2 separate regions of the Danio rerio genome follow, and region 1 is linked to region 2. The links are chromatin contacts, called in public Micro-C maps. All regions are on one chromosome and are shown on one strand. The core of a region is the stretch at or near the end of the contact, and the rest is flanking DNA. Distances in the headings are between cores, read along the strand shown. Region 1 holds the start of cry1a (cryptochrome circadian regulator 1a). Region 2 holds the start of asb13a.1 (ankyrin repeat and SOCS box containing 13a, tandem duplicate 1).

Region 1 (3,731 bases), core at 773-3,272, 540 kb before region 2:
CTTTCTGCTTCATAGAATGGACTAGAATAGATTATAGTAGATTAATCCGCATGATGCATTTGGGTCTGTTTCAGAGAGAGAAGATACTTAAAAATGTATTTTAAAAAATATGATACAAAATGAAACAAAAATTTACAAATATGTCAGAACACACTGAATAAATTAGTTTTTTTTTTTAATTATTGCTCAAATAATTGATTTGTTTGTTGATATTTCCATGGTTAGAAACATTTTTGAAACAATGTTACACATAATTATTGCCTCTTGTAAGTATGGAGCCCTTTTAGTTATCAATACTATTAAATTATTTATTATATCGGTGTATATAAACTTGTAAAATATTTAGTCTTTTCTCCATATCTCACACCTTTGGGACTGCATTATTTTGACAAGCCGTAATCAATATTTGGCGAATCAAAACAGTTTTTTCAAAGTTATCCTTAAACTATTGAACAACATCCATTCTTGTCTTAGGCGATGTGGAAAAATGTCAAATATAAATGTTGACTAATGACTACCATACATACACCTGTTGGTGAACCACTGCAAATTAAAAAGTTTTTTCTTTCTTTATTTTTTAAAAATAGTAATGCAATAGTTTGCATGCAAATAGTTTATGCAAAAAAAAAGTTAAGTTTGTTTACTTTTTTAGGACAGTTTTAAGATTACTATCATACCATAAGTACATGCAATTTTCAGATTATATGTTTTACATATGCATTTCATAAAACAATATATTCTATACAACAATATATTCCAATTTCATATCTATCTATCTATCTATCTATCTATCTATCTATCTATCTATCTATCTATCTATCTATCTATCTATCTATCTATCTATCTATCTATCTGGTTCATGCACAATTTGAAATTTCAATGCTTTTCTCAATATTTTACAATTTTCAATAAATAGTGGCAAATGCAGTAAAACCTTGGTAAAATAGATCCGGAGGGTGAAAGAGTACACAGATTTCAAATTCATTATGAGGTTTAAAATTATAATAATAATAATAGCACTCCATAGAAACAAAAATGAATGGCACTATACGATAAGAGTACAATAGACTAAATCAAAAGTGAATATTTTTGATTATAATAAATTAGACAAGAACGGATCTTGCAATGCATTCAATGCAAATACAAAATATTTGTCATCCGATCCCTTACCTCCACCTGCTGATCCCGACGTTGGAGGATCCTGCGAACCAGGGGTCGAGGATGTACACACAGCGGACACTGTGCGCTCCCAGAATAGAGTCTCTGAGTGAAGGATTGTCGTGGAGCCGCAAGCCCTTCCTGAACCAGTGGACTGTATTGACCACCATTACTCCACTAAAGTCCAGCTTTTAGTATGCAAGGGTTATTCTACAACACTCTCCAAAAAAGAAACTGCTCTCAAATGCGTAAACAAAAACGACAAATAATCTTACAAAATCACTATATATGCACGTTCAAATTATTCTGGATTTAATGAGAGAGAGAAAATAGTTAGCCTTGCTCCAACAAAACACTTTCCATCATTACGTCTAATAATTTGGAACACGACCTCAGATGAAGCATTGGGGCACGCGCTGGATACCCGCGCAACAGACGAATACGCGACCGGCTTTAGGACCAAGGCGCAACGCAAAGTACGCCTCCCTGTTGTATAACTTGTTTTTTCCGAATAACTTAAAATAATGAAAAACACGGTATATATACTATATCTCGCATGTAGAGAAAGTTGTGATTTGAGTTATGCGTAAAATGTCAATGCGTAGACTTACAGCTGAAGTCTATACGATGCGCGAGCCCGAATGAGCACGATTATGTAAATATTAATATTGGCTCAAACCTCTCGTATGAGCTTTTACAGGCAGCTGTCGCAAAATAAACCAATATCCCGCACGAAGAGAAGCCTCATACGAAGTATTCAGCGTGTCTTGTTTGTTTTCCTTCAATGTTATGTCCACTTGTAAATATTTTTCCAGAAGCGCAGGTTCCATACACTTTCAGCCATGCAATCCAGTCGGTCAACTTGACTCCACCTTGATGATTGCGCACACGGAGCAGCGCGCTCTGATTGGTCAAGCCCCAGAGTGACGCTGTTGATTCTCAGTCACGTTTCTTTGGTGTGATAACTTAAAACACCAAGTATAAATGCATTTAACTGCGTATTTAGTATAAACATTAGTCTTTATCTATTCTGTGTTATTATGCATGTAATTACGCATGTAATTACAAAGCTAAAACTTTAGTGTTTATGAAAAATATATTACTAGAAATATTATAGGGTGCATAGGAACTACTTGATGTTTGCATATGGAAAAACAGCAAGGCTTCGTTTTATGAATTGGTAGCACATGAAGACGGTTAAGGACTGTAGTGTGCTGTTCTCAAAGCTGATAGGTTGGAGCTGCAGTACCCGGATGGGCACATGAGAAGTGACATGATCAGGCTCGTGTCAGTGCGCGGTTTTTATTTCCTGCAGCAGGATGGCACTGTTGAGTCATGTTATGTACAAAAAAGTATTCCTTTCCAAGAAGTTTTGGTGCTTTTGGCTGTCTTTTAATGCACTGCATCAGTCTGTGGTCAGTTTTAGTTATATTCCCTGCATTTCTACAGGTCATGATGTTTAAACATCACTCATGCTATTTGATTTTATAAATGTGTGCATACATTTCTGCTCAGATGCTCACACACTCCTTGCAGAAGAGGCAAAATAGTCATGTTAGCCCTTTATTTTACAATACTCTTTCACATAGTATGCGCTGTTTATAGTCATTACATGAACTGGCTATGCACTATCCCTAAATCATACCCCTGAACTCAACCTTAACCTGTGTAGTTACCTTATATAAGCTAGTACTTTCTTAGTACACTATGCACACATGCTAAGTGCATGTACTGTAAAATGTTAAAGTAAAACTGCATTAATGATTTGAACATAATATCAGGTAATCTTTTATTTAGTTCTGCATTACACTACGAATGTTGCTGCCTACATTTTTTAGTTGAATCAAATTAACTTTTTAAGTCATCTCAACCTACATCAGTCAAACACACTTAAAATATTCACTTAAACTTCGTGGAACCTGATTAACTTAAAGTAATAATTTAAATAATCATAAATACATTTTGTCATTTCTTACAGTATAAATAATGTATTTTGCATAAAAGATGTGTCATATAAAAAATGACACTTTATTTTAAGGTGATGTAGTTACAGTGCAACTATTCATTTAACTTCTGAGTAATATTAATAAGTTATGTACTTACTATATGGTTGGGGTTAGAATGTGGATTAGCTTTAGGGTTAATAACATGTAGTTATGCATAATTCATTGTAACTACTATAGTAAGTGTATGGAACATCTGTAACCACACCACCAATTTCCTAACAATTTCCTTTTATTACATTTCTAAGGGTGACCTTGTTCAAAGGTTTGCCCTTGTATTGTATGTTGTTACCTGAATGATCTATGACTTTGTTTTATAGTTGATGTATCTGTGAGCCCCTTGATTGTCCTGATGTATCCAGTAAAACTCTCCACCATTTTTCTGGAAAAAAGTCACAATGCAGGCAACTAAAGGATTCATATAATTTTTTAGAAAAGGTGAAAGCATGATGCATTAAGAGCCATTAGTTTAAACTGTTGATGTTGATGTGTACTTTTTAAAGATAATATTTATTTTCATTCAGTAATGACTCAACAACAAGCAAAAAAACAAGTAATTCCGCTGGGACA
Region 2 (3,721 bases), core at 978-3,477:
GCTTTCTATTTGTTTTTAGTTCAGTTCTCAGATTATTCTGTCTGAGCTATCGGCCGTGGTTAAGATACATAACCACGCCCCTCCAACTGTCAATTTTGACAACAACCCTTTTCCCCTAAATATAATACATCCAATCAGCTTGCAGTCCAAAAAAAAAAAAAACAGCCACGCCTACTTATCTAATTTAACATTCCATTTCTCTACGAACTGTGCCCCAACACAAAAAAAAAGGTTGCAACTTCTGGTTCATGCAGACTTTGAAATTATTGATACTCAAAACCATTTTTGATACTACAAAAAACATTGCATTGCCACAGATTTTATTTAAATTACAACATTTATGCAGTTCCTAATTTATATATTTGAAAGAGTGATAAATGGACAAAGCTGAACTGTGGCAAGAGAGACTAGACTTAAAATCCATATTTTTTGTCAACACAATGCAACAGAAGTGGTTTATATGAAGGCAAAGGCCTCTAGATGACACTTACTTTACCAAAATAAAATATGATCATGCCTTTATTTTTAATTATTTAATTAGAAGAGTAAGGTCTGACTTTGCTTAGACAAAAGTATTGTCAGTTAACAGAAAAAAAAAAGAATATTGTGTATGACTCTCATGAGCTTGGACGACTGCATCCATACATCTCTGCAATGACTCAAATAACTGATCTGGAATGGCAAAGAAAGCGTTCTTGCTGGATTCCCAGAGTTCATCAAAATTATTTGGATTCATCTTCAATGCCTCCTCCATCTTACCCCAGACACACTCAATAATGTTCATATCTGGTGACTGGGCAGGCCAATCCTGGAGCACCTTGACCATCTTTTCTTTCAGGAACTTTGATGTGGAGGCTGTTGTATGAGAAGGAGCGCTATCCTGCTGAAGAATTTCTTCTGCAGTATTTGTGAAGATTGGGATACAGTTCAACAGATGGTAAATCTGAAAAATCTACCTTCTGCCACTTTTCCAAATGATCAACTAGAAGTCAAGCTATTATTTGTTGCTCTTACAACTGGGCTTTTGTCAGGTAGTGTAATAATAGAGCAACAAAACAAATGGTTTGTTCTTACAAAAACAAAATATCTCACCTGCATTGAGCAGCAACAGGGCACAGTCAAAGTGAGCTTTAGCACAGGCAGCATGTAAGGGTGTCCCAAAGTAAATGTCAAAGGCCTCCAGCAGCGCTCCCTTTGCTATCATCAGCTTCACACAGTCTGGGTTTCCTGCACAGAGATGCACTCTTGATGAAAATAAATAAAGTATAAAAACAGTGTTGATACAAACCTTGCATGTTTCACCTCGTATGCAGGCCTCATGAAGGGGGGAAGCTGTGAGGGCGGTCAGGGAAGGGTTGACCGATGCTCCGTGATCCACCAGCAGCTTTACACTTTCTATACTGCCAGCAGCACAAGCGTGGCACAGAGGAGTACTGCCATGGATGGTGCGCACATCCACCTGCGCACACAAATTATACAGTCTTTTATTATTATATAAAGCTCATTTTTATTACTCTAAATGTATCTGCCACAATAAAGAAGACTTAGAATTTGTGGAATATATTTATGAATTTTAAAAATGCTATAGGTTTTTGTATGCATTCAAACAAATGCTCAAATTCCAAGTGAAATTTGGAAACTAAGTCTCGAACTGGTCCAAGCAGATGTTCCATTAACGCAAGACATTGTCTCATTTAGCTTAAAGGGCTTCATTATTCTAAGGGTAATCTGGATAAAATATTTCCAGAAGGGTTATGGAGCAGTTGTTCTGGACTGGAAACGCACCTGAGCTCCAGCCTCCAGCAGTATTTTAACGCAGTTGGGATGGGCTTGGATGCAGGCATCATGCAGAGGTGTGAAGTTATCCACAGACACGATATTAACTGATGCTCCTGCTGCTATCAGCTGCTGTAACTGCAGAGCGCGACCCAGAGACGCAGCCTCATGTACCGGCGTACGGTCTGCCCAGTGACCTAAACACACAGCTTATGGTAATTTATAACTGTTATGGCGATCATAATTTCACAATCTATTGCATAGCAATGTTAAGCACTGGGCATGAGTGTGTTGTGCACCAGAAGCAATGTTATAGAATAAATACTCACCGATGTCACCATAATATGTTGATCTGGCAGAGGTCAGTTCCATAATTTAATACTTTTAAGTGAAATTTAAAATACATCACTCGCACAATAAGCAAACACCATGCTGCTGACAAGGTAAATATGATATATTTAAAGAAGACGCTTGTGTGGTGTTATGATTTGCGACATTTCAGACTGAATACGGCAAACACGGAAGGGATTATGGGAGACGTAGTTCCTCCACAATACCAGCATATAATGCATTCATCAAAACATTACTTATACCAGTGTTCCAACTCTTTCAACACCAAATTCAAGGACTTTTTAAAACCAATAATAATTTGAAATCGAGCACCTTTGTAATTCACACCACAACATACAGTAGTCAACATTTAAAGTGGATCAAAAAAGGTCAAAAGGTGTTGTTCAATAGGTTTAGGAAAACTTTAATGAAAGGTTTGTTGACTACTTTATAGAGTGGTATTTTACTTCTGATTTCATTTCTGTACCTCATTGGACTCACCAAAAAATCCATAAAAAGGAAATTTGGTCCCATTTAGGTCTGAACAACATTGTCTAAGCATCAACATCACATTGTACAAATCTAAAGCATGTGGATTGATTATAATTAAGCAGAAAACACCTTTCAGAACACATGCAAAGTTTGATGCTAGAAGAGAGAATGATTTTGAAAACCTGTGACTAATGTTTTAGTGAATTTTAAGCATTTGTGCATAAGATTTAAGAATTTTTAGCTTTAGTAAAGATAAAATGTGATTGTTTAGGAAGACTCGACAAAAAAAGGTCAAAAAGACAAGAATGGGTGTTGTTCAATAGTTTTAGGACTTTAATGCAAGGTTTTGATTCACTTCAAAATTCATGGCTATATACAGTTGAAGTCAGAATTATTAGCCCTCCTGAATTATTCGCCCCCGTTTATTTATTCCCCCAATTTCTGTTTAACGGATACCAGATTTCTTCAATATATATCTAAACATAATAGTTTCTAACTCATTTCTAATAACTTATTTATTTTATCTGCCATGATGACAGTAAATAATATTTGACTAGATATTTAAGACACTACAGCTTAAAGTGACATTTAAAGGCCTAACTAGGTTAATTAGGTTAACTAGGCAGGTTAGGGTAATTAAGCAAGTTACTGTATACCAATGGTTTGATCTGTAGACAATCCAAAAAATATATAGCTTAAAGAGGCTAATAATTTCGACCTTAAAACGGTGTTTAAAAAATTAAAAACTGCTTTTATTCGAGCCGAAACAAAACAAATAAGACTTTCTCCAGAAGAAAAAATATTATCAGACAAGCTGTGAAAATTTATTTATATATACACCTTACAATTAATATTTAAATTAAAATGTCATGATGATGTTTTGAATGTGTACCATTTTGAAGTGATAACCAAAAAACTATAATACACTTAGTTGAATCAATACTGGTTTATATTCAAATGCGAATTCTGGAGTATTGATACAATGCATTAATTATCATAGTTTGTGTATAAGATTTAAAATTTGATAGATTTTTGTTCAGTTTTTGAAAGCAGCACAGTACAATAGTTGAAATAACACCATAAACTTTTAAATTCAAGCACTTTCAAGGACCCATATTTGCTT

What was found. Hi-C and Micro-C count contacts between places; a contact is called where the count stands out from the background.
Region 1: a contact with region 2 is called in a Micro-C map of caudal fin, with 5 times the contacts expected there. The contact joins the promoter of cry1a here to the promoter of asb13a.1 in region 2. A contact is called at or near these places in 2 of 18 Hi-C or Micro-C datasets (caudal fin and hematopoietic stem cells).

The regions. Positions count from the first base shown.
Region 1 is chr4:12,584,527-12,588,257 of GRCz12tu, reverse strand. cry1a (cryptochrome circadian regulator 1a) reads right to left here and starts at 2,022. Exons shown (of 14, transcript NM_001077297.2): 1 at 1,171-2,022. The coding sequence starts at 1,328. It also overlaps a transcript of btbd11a not described here.
Region 2 is chr4:12,048,901-12,052,621 of GRCz12tu, reverse strand. It overlaps asb13a.1 (ankyrin repeat and SOCS box containing 13a, tandem duplicate 1), which reads right to left and starts at 2,227. Exons shown (of 6, transcript NM_001002528.1): 1 at 2,106-2,227; 2 at 1,786-1,973; 3 at 1,303-1,459; 4 at 1,093-1,227. The coding sequence starts at 2,148.